Linked DNA regions of Hordeum vulgare: region 1 is linked to region 2. A link is a contact called in public Hi-C data. All regions are on one chromosome and are shown on one strand. Each heading gives the region's core, a stretch centred on a gene start, on an enhancer-like site or on the middle of the called end of the contact. The rest is flanking DNA. Distances are from core to core; before and after follow the strand shown.

Evidence for each region. Hi-C and Micro-C count contacts between places; a contact is called where the count stands out from the background.
Region 1: a Hi-C map of leaf shows a contact between it and region 2, with 2.3 times the contacts expected there. The contact joins the promoter of LOC123425631 here to the enhancer-like site in region 2. A contact is called at or near these places in 1 of 6 Hi-C or Micro-C datasets (leaf) and 1 of 1 datasets of contacts at active chromatin or transcription factors (embryo).

What each region holds. Positions count from the first base shown.
Region 1 is chr2H:153,261,428-153,267,347 of MorexV3_pseudomolecules_assembly, reverse strand. It overlaps LOC123425631 (protein TIME FOR COFFEE-like), which reads right to left and starts at 3,243. Exons shown (of 12, transcript XM_045109329.1): 1 at 2,525-3,243; 2 at 2,264-2,412; 3 at 1,843-2,170; 4 at 1,340-1,751; 5 at 1,168-1,219; 6 at 882-971; 7 at 451-712; 8 at 293-362; 9 at 115-199; 10 at 1-27. The coding sequence starts at 3,029. It overlaps LOC123425632 (a long non-coding RNA gene), which reads left to right and starts at 3,416. Exons shown (of 5, transcript XR_006621867.1): 1 at 3,416-5,920.
Region 2 is chr2H:153,114,725-153,120,747 of MorexV3_pseudomolecules_assembly, reverse strand. No RefSeq gene overlaps it. Among protein-coding and RNA genes, the nearest start is that of LOC123425632, 150 kb to the left of the region's middle. Within about 2 kb of position 2,062, at least 2 of the 3 cell types and tissues checked have open chromatin away from gene starts, as enhancers often do. A contact at or near this core is called in leaf, where this site is marked.

The DNA of each region.
Region 1 (5,920 bases), core at 1,994-4,493, 150 kb before region 2:
TTCTGGCAGAGGAGGCAATGCAGGATGCTGCAATGTAAAAAACCTTCAGACTTGGCAAAGAAATTCACTCTAAACATACAGAACCACACCATAGCTCAAGTGAGAAAAACGAACCTGTAATCCAGCCGAAGTCCCTGGCTTGATGTCCATAGGATGATGAAGGCCAGGAGCTGATAATCCAGGAACAGGGGCAATGTAACTGCCAAGATAAGAGACAAGAGGTTTCAGACCACAAATCCTTCAGGGAGGAAGAGTGCCGTGTGAAACGTCAAACATCAGTGAGAAAACTCACCTAAAAGGTGGGAAATTCCCCATCCAGCCCCCGACGGTCATTGGCATAGGCGGTGAAGCAGCAGGTAGAGCTGCTAGATGAGGAAAAACCCAAATCAACAAAGAATCACCTTTTACAAAATCAGTGAGAAATGGAGAAGAAGCAAGCAAAATTCTTACGTGATTTCTCATGCTTGACCTCGGACTTTGAGGGCTTGTGCTGCTGCTGCTGTTGCTGCGTCGGCGGCAATGGCGGCTGCCTTCGCTCAGATGGCGACTTCTCGTCGCCTTGGCTGGGCTTCTCCAAATCCAGCTGCAGCGTGAGCTTCTTTGGAGCAAGCTCCTCCGCCGGAATCCTCTGCGCCTTGTCGTCCTCCAGATTGATCTCTAGGCCTCTCCGGGACCTCTCGTCATCTTTCTTTTCAGAATTTCCTCTCCCAGCCTAAAATCGGAGCAAAAGATGAGCAGCAAAAGGATAGATCAGGATCGAACACACAATGCTCCAGGCTGAGGAGATCAATCTGCAGAATTGGGGAAATTGAAGCATGCTCCAGGCTGAGGAGATCAATCTGCAGAATTGGGGAAATTGAAGCATGCAGGCAGGCACCTACCACGTCCATCTCAGAATCCAATCCCTTCTTATCCGCATCAGGGTCGGAAGAGCCATCTCTATCAGGAGATAGCTTCCCAGGAGGGGGAGCCTGGAACAAGCACAGAGGCAGAGAGAAAAAAGGTGAGATAAAAAAAAAGGCTGAAAAGAAAACAAAAAAGGCAATCAACAGTTGCGGCAAAAAATTGTCGTTTTCAATCTTTGCCCAACAAATTCCGCAAGACCAATTCAACCACACACGCACACACACACACACACACACACACACACGAGAAGCATATACCCACCATGAGATCAATGCAAAACTTTTCTTGACGAGCGCCATCAGATGCCAGCTCACTGATAAAAAAATAAAACAATTCACACGAAATTGTGAATATACTAATCAGATCGGCACAATCCAAAGGCAATAATGGCTATCACAACACCAATAATAATAAAAAAATCCAAATGGCCCACCTCTTTGTCGCCGTGATGGCCTCCCCATTCCTGGCCTCAGAGCCGACCGGCGCAGCAGCAGCCTCGCCGTCGGGCTTGACTGGTGGCGCCGGCGGCTCGGCCCGGCTCTCGGGCCCGTGATCCCGTCGATCTGATTCGCTGGCCCGGAGCTCTGGATCTCTTCCTCTGTGGTCCTCCCTCTTCTCTGGCTGCTCCCGGGTAGCCTCCTGCTGCGCGCCAGCCGTGGCGGAGGCAGCGGCGGTGGTGCTGGCGCCACTTTCGGCCACAGCCGACACCGACGGCTTCGCATCTGATCTTGGCACCGGAAGCACTTCCTGCCTTGAGGGCGGCTCTGCCGTGTCCGGCTTTGCTGGGCTCGGCGGGCGGTTCTCGTTGTCGTACTTGACCAGCCGTGGCCGCTTCCTCTTTGGGGCTGGGAAAAGCAGTGAGGAAGTTTATTAGACCCACAAAACCAAAATTAGCAACAAAAAATCGTTACAAGATTAAAATTGACGAGCTGCTACCTGTAGTGGTGAGAGAGGCTGAATCTGCCGGCCGGACGCCAGATGACGACGGAGCCGGCGAAGAGTTCCCAGACTTGGCCTCCGGCGCGTCCTTTGGCTCCGGCTTGTGATTCATGTTCTCCTGCTTGGGAGGGCAGGGGAACTGCCGCGTCAGGCCAAATAGCACCTCGGCGACCTCGATCTCCTCCTGGATGAAGGACGGCGACTTGGAAATCTTTGGTTGTGATGGCTGAGGCGGCGCTGCCGAAGGAGCTGAGGCCGGCGACGGCCGCTGCTTCGGTGCAGGTCCAGAACCGCCGCCGCTGCTCCCACCGCCACCAATCGTTTTCTGTGAGACATCGGAGAGGGAGAGAAATCAGTAAGTGCTAGAGTTAAGGAATCATGAGGGGAGATGGATTCTGTCGGCCTGAAAAAAACGCACCAGCTTTTTCCTAACAGGGGCGGTGGTCGATGTGGAAGCCGGCGAGATCGGCCGTGAAGGACGCTGGATCTGCGAGGCTTCTACAGCGCCGGCGCCGCCGGTTCCACCGCCGGGGCCTGTCCACTCGTGCGAAGACCTCTTGGTGGAAGCTGCGGAAAACACGAGGAACAACGGTGAGATTAGGGAAGAAGAGGAGATAAGAAACAGGAAGAAGCGGCAACAAGGGCGGAAAATTGCGTGCTTTGTGGTTGTGGTGCGTACCTGAGCGCGCCTTCCTGGGGACTGGAACACCGATCATTTCGTCGGCGGCCTTCCATACTATGGGGCTCTTCGGATTGGAGCCCCCCTTCCGGTGCATCTGCTGCTGGCCGTGGTGGTGGTGGTTGTTGTAACCGCCGCCGCCGCCGCTGCTGCTGCTGCTGTGGTGGTGGCCGGCGCCGCTCGGCTGAGGCGGGGACGGCGGAGGCGCCGTGCTGGGCGAGCGGCGCTGCACCGGCGGGTACCTGGGCGCGGAGGCCGGTCCGAGGTCCTCGTCGGCGTCGTCATCGTCGTCGCCGAGGCTGTCGTCGGATGTGTCGTCGCCGTCGTCGCGGCCGTTGCCGTTGAGCATGAGGCGATCCCCCCGCCTCCTGTCGGACCGAGGCGAGTCCCTCGGCCCCGCGCCGCCGGAGACGCCGCCGCCGTTGCTCCTGAGCCGCCGCCGCGGCGGAGGCGCCCCGCCGGACATGGACACGGCGGCCCTCCTGCCTTCCCGGATCCGCTCCATGTCAGATCTGAGGCATGCGCCTCCGATCTCCCTCCCTCCTAGTCGCCGCCGGCGTCCCGGCAGACCGCCGCCGCGCAGATCCGCGCACCAACCGCCTCAACAAATCCCCACGGGCAGAGCGAGAGAGCCCGCCCTCCTTCTCCTTCCCCTCGTGCTCACAAGTATCTCTCCTCTCTCTCTCTCTCTCTCTGTATCGGTGGTGGTGCTGCTCCTCCTAGAGAGTGCTCTCCTCTCTTCTCTCCCTCGGCTGGAATGGCTGCTGCTTCTCTGGTGTGGCCTCCTCCCCTCCCCTTGTGGCTCGCTTTCTAGGCCTCATCCTCTTTTTGTCGCTGCCCATCCCCGCATCCGACGGCCAGGATCCGCCCGACGCATCCGACGGCCCCGACCCCCGCGCGCCTGCCACCGTGGCCGCCCCCACCGCCTACCACCCAACACGCGATAAAATCTCGTGGACGCTTCCTTACGCCACAAGCATGGCCCGATGACCGACACGTGGCGGGGCAGCCGAGCGGGGTGAAACCCACCGGCAACGGGAGGTGGGTGGTTGATGGATGGCGGCACGCCCGTTTGTTCGCTTCCCTAACAAATCTTTTTATCCTCTTGTAAAAACTCAACACTCCACGCAAAATAAAGCAAGAATAATACAATACGAGTACATAAAGATGAAATGGCGCTACGCCATCGGCTTTGGCACGGGACCACCGCGCGCGGGGTCCGCGTGGACGGATGGGCCGCCTGATCTGGACAGTGCGGTGCGGTTTAACCGGGCTGACGTGGCGCCTGCGCGCACCGGTTGGTTGCTACGGGTGGGTTAAAAGGGCACGAGGAAAGTCTCCAGGCAGCAGCAGCGGCAGTGGAGGCGGGCGGGGCCCACGCGCGGGCCCGGGCATCTCCCGTCTCATCCGCTTTTCTTTCCTTTTTCTTTTTCTCTTTCCTAACGTTCTGCTCGTGGGCTCCGACGTGGCGGAGGGGGTGACGTCGGCGGGGCCCGCCGGCCACCAACCTTCACCGCACCACTGGCCTACTTCTACTCTGATGAATTATTAGTAAGATATTCCTTGAAAACACCCAGTAGTTTAATATCATTACCACGGAGGAGATCCGGAAGATGTCATTGTATACGCGGATTGGCGCGGTTTTACTTACACTAACTTTGGAGCATTGAAGGCCGGTAAATTTAAATTTAAATGTTTTCGCTGTGGTGTGGTGTGGTGCGGTGCGGGGCGTCGTGTTCTGGATCCAGACGCCACCGGCATCGGGTGCATATATGCATGGCGACGTACTGCTGCTCGCTTTAAATTGCAAGTTTTTTAAACGAGCCACGTGCGCCTTCTTTCCAGCATTGTACACCCAAATTGAATTTTGAAAAGAAATAAAGAGTAATTCAAGGCATATTTTCAGTAGGTGGCTATCAATGAAAATATGCCTGCGAATCACTTTTTTTTTTTAAAAAACTCAATTTGGGTGTATTTTTGGAAAACAAAGTTAGAGGATCGATTTTGTTTTTTTATCATGACTTTACAAATATGATTTCATGATGAAATTTTGAATGCACAACAAGTATTTCCAAAATATATCATTTCTTTAAATTTATTATTTTATTTTGAACATTTGTGCCTAGTTATAGAAACTCCGCGTCCGTTGTAGGCTTCTTTTTGCTTATGTCACTGAGTGTATGTAGAAGGTACATGTGGTGTTTAATTTGACGTGGTTAGCAAGGACACAAGATTTTGATTCATGAAAAGGGAAAGGACATATGGATAGTAAACTTTGAATGCAATGGACAACAACAAGCACACGCTTCCTCAAAGAAGGGCATCAAGAACATTTTTCCTTGGCATCTCGATTAACTCAATAAAACGTGGGTGTTCCCTCCTCCTCCCCTCCCTCGCACATCGACAAACACACACGACATGCACATGTGTGCCCTTTTTGTGTGTTTGTGTGCGTTGTTGCTCACCCCGCATGCCCATAGTTTGGGAAGACCATGTGTCCTTGAAGCTTCGCCCGTTGGCCAACTTCACACCTATGCTTATTGCATTTGTGAGATTTGAAATAACTGCTATGAGTGATTTTTGGAAAGGACGATGGGAGAGGGTTAGATCCGGCAAATTTGCTGAAATAGCACTATGTGCCCTTCGTTAGTCGGGGACGGGAAGCGAGACTCTCGACTTCCTTTTGAGATCAGAGGGAGCATGCCAAAGTGATAATGAACGGCCATGACCGTGCCTTCCATTCATGGTGATTGGTCAAAACTTTATATAATCTCCAAAGAAGGAGTTCCAAGAAATACACAAAGAGGTGTATTCTAGTTGTTGCCAAATTAGCAACTGCGAATGGCGGTCTCCGAGTAGAGATTATCATATCAAATACAAGATTATTAATTCTAAACGCTCCTCCTAATGTGTGCATGTACTCTCATCGCTCTTGAAAAAGTGCACCAATTTCTAAATTGTGAATTGAGAAAAATGTGTGCGCGTGGGGGGGTGTTGTCCCCCCTAGGTGTGTGTGCATGCCCTTATGCATCTTGTTTCCCACGCATGCGTCGTCACTTAGCTCGTGTGGCCGCGTTCGGAAAGCCAATCCACGTGCCCATGATGCTTCACCCATTGGTCGCATTAGAAGCTATCTATGTCGCATGCATGAGGTTTGGAATAACCGCTACATGTGATTTGCGAAGAGAGTTATGTTTGGAGGGAAATACCAAAATAGCAATAGTGTGCCCTTCCTTGGTGGAAGATAAGAAGCAAGACTCGTGACTTTCTTTGGAGATCAGAGGGAGTATAACAAAGTGATAGTGAATGGCCATGACTTTGCCTTATCATTCATGATGATTGATCAACGATTTATAAAATGTCCAAAGAGCGGTTCTGAGAAAACATGGAGGGGTG
Region 2 (6,023 bases), core at 813-3,312:
CTCGTAGATATCATGACATCATTGGAATAAGAGATTACTGTCTATGATTATTTTGTGATCATGCATGACATTTAAGTTGAGGATATAGCAGCAATAGCTCGGTCATGCTGATTCCTTGATTTATGGATCACCTAAGGGCAAAGTCAGGATGCATAAGCCAGAAGGAAACATCAGAATGAAACCCACAACCAAATTGACATTATGACACGGCAAAAGAAAGCCACTCCCATTCACTCAAGGCCATACGAGCACGTGAGCCTGGTACCAGGAAAGGATGTATTACGCATGACAATTAGGGTACGAAGCATTACAATAAATCCCGAAGGAGATACTCTCAGGCCGTGGAAACTAAGATGTTTGTTGGTAGTACCCGCTACCCCACCCTGCAACACCACTATCAGAATAAAGGGTACATCTGACAGGAAAGATAAGGATTCAAGAAAGCTTTGTGCAGAGACAACACCTGGCCCCTCCGAAGAGACAGTTAAAGGGTCAGCGAACCCACGAAGACAGGACAACTGATGGATCCAAGTCGCACACAGGTAAGTCCCCCTTCACGAGGAGGTAAGCTTGGAAATCTTGAGGACGAGATTTTCTTAAGGGGGGTAGGTTTGTAACACCCTGATTTTCGCTCATGTTTTTATTATTTTGCGGGATTTGACTCTCGTCCTTTTTCTCGGTGTTATCGGATATCTCTAGCTCTTGGGTATGTGAAGATGGTCATCTAGCCTTGCCTTCCCTATCCAACCAGAGATTCTCTCAAGTCCAACCTTGCCACCCAAGATCTTTTCTTCAGGTTTTGCTGCCAAAACCCAACCTTCCTAGTTGCCGGAAGGGAAACCCTAATCCTTCCACTTACAAAGGAACCCCAATTCCCTTGGCCATGTTGACTCCCAAACTTTTCTCACTGATCATCCCTTATCTTTAAACCCTCGAAATGCAAAAATATTGCCAAGTCATTTGCAATATTTTTCATTTATAATTAATTCCTTTTTCTGCAAGTTAAAGGAATTAAATCCAAGAAAATATCTATCCATCAACAGAGTTCATGAAAAGTTGTGGAGATATTCTTTGTGATCATATTAAGATTAGGCCATAATTAGATAGGATTAATTGCATTTTCTTATTTAATGCCTATATTGCATTTTGGGCACTTTCTAAAGGAACTACCATTTTGGTAGCCAGGAAAAATCCCAAATAAATTGTGGAGCTTCTCATATTCCCCATTTCCACCAAGAACCCAAGTTTCATAGTTCAAATTTTGAGCCCAACATCAATTTGCAGATTCTGTCCAGTTGGGCAAGTTGCAAAGGAAGTGCTCTATTCCTTTATCTATTTAAGCTGCAATTTTTCATGGTGGTTGACATTGCTAAATCACCCATGGATTCCAAAAACCAGCTCAATTTATCTATCCATTTTATCCCAGCAATTTGCTAAGTTTCTGTTCATTTGAAAGCTCTGTGAAGCAAGTACCATTTTGGTATTTCTAAATTGCATGAAACTTTTACACAGTCTTATTATCATCAAATCATTTGTATCCACCAAATTCCAGCTGTTTTCATCTTTCCAATTTTCCCCAGCATTCTCATTTCCATTTCTGGCCAGTTTGCAAGTTTGCAAAGGAGGTGCCATCTAGAGCAATCCATTGGTGCTGAATTTTGGTAAGAATGGTGACCCTAGTGAGTGACCACTCTTTGCCGAAGATCAGTCCAAGGTGAGCACTGTGGTGGCCATGCAACCTGTCAAACACGTTCATGCCAGCACACATGTGAGCTCTCATCTGTCATCTCTCGCCCCCACTCCCCTCCAAAACCTCTCTAGTCAACTCAGCAAAGCAAGGAGAAGACCCCAGACACGGTTTGGTTGCGAGCGAGGCGTGGCAATGCTGTGGACACATGGTGACCATGCACAGAGCACGCCAATTCGATGCACTATGCACTGGATCCTTAGGGAGCTCGTCTCGAGCGAGCTTTGGCTCGTCTGGACGTGCCTACGAGCTTCCCACCGCGTGCGTGGGACCTCTGGAACCCTCTCCCCCTCGTCCCCTAGCTCCCTGGATCAGTGTGCCGACATGAGGTGCTCCGCCCGAGTGCCGCCACAGCACCGAATTCCCAGAGCTTCGGTCGTCCTCTAGAAGCCCTCCCTGCAGCTATATAAGCACATCCCTGAGCTCCCCTCCTCACGAGGAAGCCCAGCCCCTCCTCCAATCAAGATCGGGAAGTCCCCTCCTCCCATCCATGGTCGTGAGCCCACCACCAATCCCGCAGCCAAATCCATCCCCATAGCCCCTCCCACTCCCTCTCTTCATCTTGGAAGTCGACCCCAGGATCTAGCGAAGCCGCCGCTGCGCTCCATTCCGCCAGGGAGGTCCTGCTGGCGCAGTTCCCTGTTGGAGCTCTTCTGTCGCCGACGCCTGAGCCGCGACAATGGTGCTACCGGCCATCCCGGGCGACCCCGAGGCCACGAGCGGCTGTGGCATAGCACGACCGAGCCATCCCGCTCGCCGGCCGGACCGTAAGTGCAGTAGGGCGAGGACCAAGGCGCGACCCAAGGCCCCCTCTGCCTCTTCCCTTTGGTCGCGAGGAAAACGATGGCCAGGGAGGAGAGAGAGAGAGGAGCCACGTGCCCCCCCCGTGTCAGCCAGTCGGCATTGACCAGTCCGCCTGTTGACTGGGATTAGTGGAAGCGTATTTCTAAATTACACTTTCTGACTTCAAAAGCATACTTCGGCACAGTTTCGATGATAATACACTTTCGGTTACTGAAAGCGTAAACGCTGGAAAGGCGCCTTCTCCTTTCTTAGCCGTTGGTCAAAAGTGCTGAAGATTGAGCATTCACCCGTTAGGAACTGTGGTGGACACTGTTTTGCCCATTTTACAGCCTAATGAATGAACGCTCGTATCTTCGCGACCATAGCTCGATTGAGCCCCCTCCGAGAGAGAACAGTTTCCGGCGATCCTTTCCGCGGACTCTCCGCATTTCTTCCCGGAGTATTCTTCGACCCCATGCAAGCCGGCCATCTGATATATGACCTACATCATTGCTTTGTGTTATTCATGTGTGTTTAATTAATAATTATGCCTGTGACAGGAATAGTTAAACTTCAGTTTGATTGCACTTACTGTTTACATTACTTGCATAAATTGCTAGGTGAATATTGAAAGTAATTTATTTTAATGCATAGTAGTTGTCATCTCAAGTTGTCGTGATACATAACGATTCTTGATAAATGCTGCTAAAGTGAAACATAATCGGTTGATCTAGAGTCACCTGTTCGGGCTTATCTGTGCATCCACATTTGCCAGTATGGGACGGCCTTGACTTGGTCTGATCACGTGCTCTTTCACCGGTACCTCTAGACATGGAAGGTTATGCGCACGGGCTACCTTGCCCGGTGGGTGGCGATAACCTTGTGAGCCAAGTTGATTGTTTAACCCGGGAGTCCCCGTTTGGGACAGGTTAGTTTGGCCACAACGGTGGCAGGTGTCATGAGGACACATGGGCCACCCAGGGCAGGACTCCGAGGGAGGATAAATGCCGGTGGTATGATGGGAGAGTCACGGGTCTGGCAGGTTTCTTTGGATCAACGCTGGTCCACTCAAATGGGATCACGAGGTCAGATGCTCCATGATGTGGGTAAAGTGTGCAACCTGTGCAGAGTGTCAAATCTATTCGAATAGCCATGTCCACGGTATTGGACAACCCGTCGAAACCTCAGTAGGTGGTCAACCGCAACAGTGATAATAATGATGGAATAACTCGGCTCAGATGCATAGACATCGGACGATGTCAGGAATATGATATGTTAGCCATGTGATGGCTATCAGATGAGTAGTCGCATGACCACATGATTCGGATTAGATTTGGATCAGACTCAGATTGGACCAGGAGAACATTCGGAGTATAAATTATTTACTTAATATGCTTTACCATATCGTATTTACTTTAGTAGTCATCTTGCTGGATAATCCTGTTATATCATGATATTTAATCCTGCTAGATAGGTAAGCTATGACATGATGATTAATATTGCTCTAATTACAAATGCATGCTTGAATGCCATGGATTGCATTGCTTAGTGTATATGTTAGTTTGTTTTGGTTGTGAGTACATTCAAAAGTACTTAGCGGCCTTTAACATGGCCAGGTTCACATAAGGATCCGTCGTCCGTCGTCAAGGAGCTAGAGCGTTCGCAGGCTAGGAGTGTAACCTAGTCAGATCCCTATGGATTGGAGCCGCACCAAGACCATGCTGCCTTAGATAGAGCTTTTCTGCTACCATCACCCTTGTAGTATATCATGTAAGACTCTTATATCCATTAATATAAATGGATGTGTTCATGATACTTGTTGTAAACGCGCATGCCAGAGTGATTTCCTGGGCTGGTATGCGCGGTGACCCCCTGGCTAGAGTGGTAATCAGGTGGGGCTCCACAAGCAATGGTATTAGAGCAGCCAGGCTGACTATAGGTTGCCCTAGCCAAACTTCACTGTCTTGTGTTGAGTAGAAGGCCCAGATGGATTTCAGCCATCTTTGCCACCTCGCACGACTACTATTGATCCTAAGGCAACCCCACATGTTTTCGGCTCCATCAGACCCCAACTCTCGTGTCCCTTGCCTCCGGTGTGAAATGCTCGCACCCGGCAACGACCCGTGAGCCTTGAAACCCCTAGGTAAACCAGATATCCTTACCGTGCTTGCTAACCATGGCATTTCTCTACTTACTCTAGTTTCCTTTGGGAAACACTTATAAATTCTATCTCTCCTCGATAACCCTAGGATCGTTGACTAAGCCACTTTGGCTATTGTCATGCGTCGAGTAGGATGCTCCCTAAGGAAGTAGTAGGAGCTTGACACTAGTGCTACCAGGAGCATTGTGTGGTTTCGCTTGTCAATCCTTAGAGGTACATCGAGTCTGCTATAATAGTTATACTAGTGGATCCTTGGCCATGTGCGTAAGGTCCACAACACTTGAGCTTTATTGGCTTTTTGGTTTTTTGCGGTTCTTGTTTCTTCCGTCGATTTCGTTTTTTTGCTCCGACTGGATCCATCTGCAAGAGTTGCCTAAGAAGATTAGCATACAACTTGGATAATACCCAATAATCCAGATTCAACAAGAGTCAAGCCAAGCCAACTGCCTGGTATTCAGAATAGCTGCACCGGATATGACAGAAATGAAGAATGAGTCAAAGGCAGAATATATGTGCAACAGACAAGGCCAGAATATACCCGCGAGAGTTTGCCTCAGAACAAATCATGCCTAAGGAACAGGCAGATGAGCTACCAAGAATGAACATCAATAGGGTCAAATTATTCGTCCGTAATACATGGATTATTTCAGTGAGTGAAGTGAACCTTGAGTGTTTTCTCAGTGAACCCAAGAATCATTTATCACCCACCGAGAACATATTTCCAGAATGTGAATGAGGCAAAAGTAATAACCAAACTCCGGTACATTGGTCCAAATTTCAAAGCATATTTTGAAGTTCACCAATGCAAATAGAAATTTTTCTGGGCACTGTAAACAAGGTTCACAGGGAATATGGATAAGTTCACGGTTGTCTGAATCAAGGAGCACCTAACATGCTTGGAAGCTCAAGTGAACAGAATGGGATTATCTATCAACTATTTGATATCAGCAACACCAGGTCTGAATACAAAGGGTATTCCACATTAATTATCGACCTGAGGCATGCATCAGTCATACAAACTTTACAACAACAATGATCAGACCAATTGAAGGACAAGCGATGAGCATGACCAATGGAATATCTTTAGTCAAGGTATGACCTATATCAAGTTTTGGCTCTGCTATGCGTAAAATTCCGGATACTTCGGAAGGAAGCCAGAATCGTCCATAGACGCTACTGCGTACCCAAGTCTTCTAGAATAAGCAACCTAGACTTCCTCTGCAAGCCATCAGAAGGGGCTTACGATACCAGACTGACAATCTTCCTCCATGCGACACTTGATGGGAAAAGCTTCTGGGATGCAACACTCCCATCTTCCATAGCATGCTACTG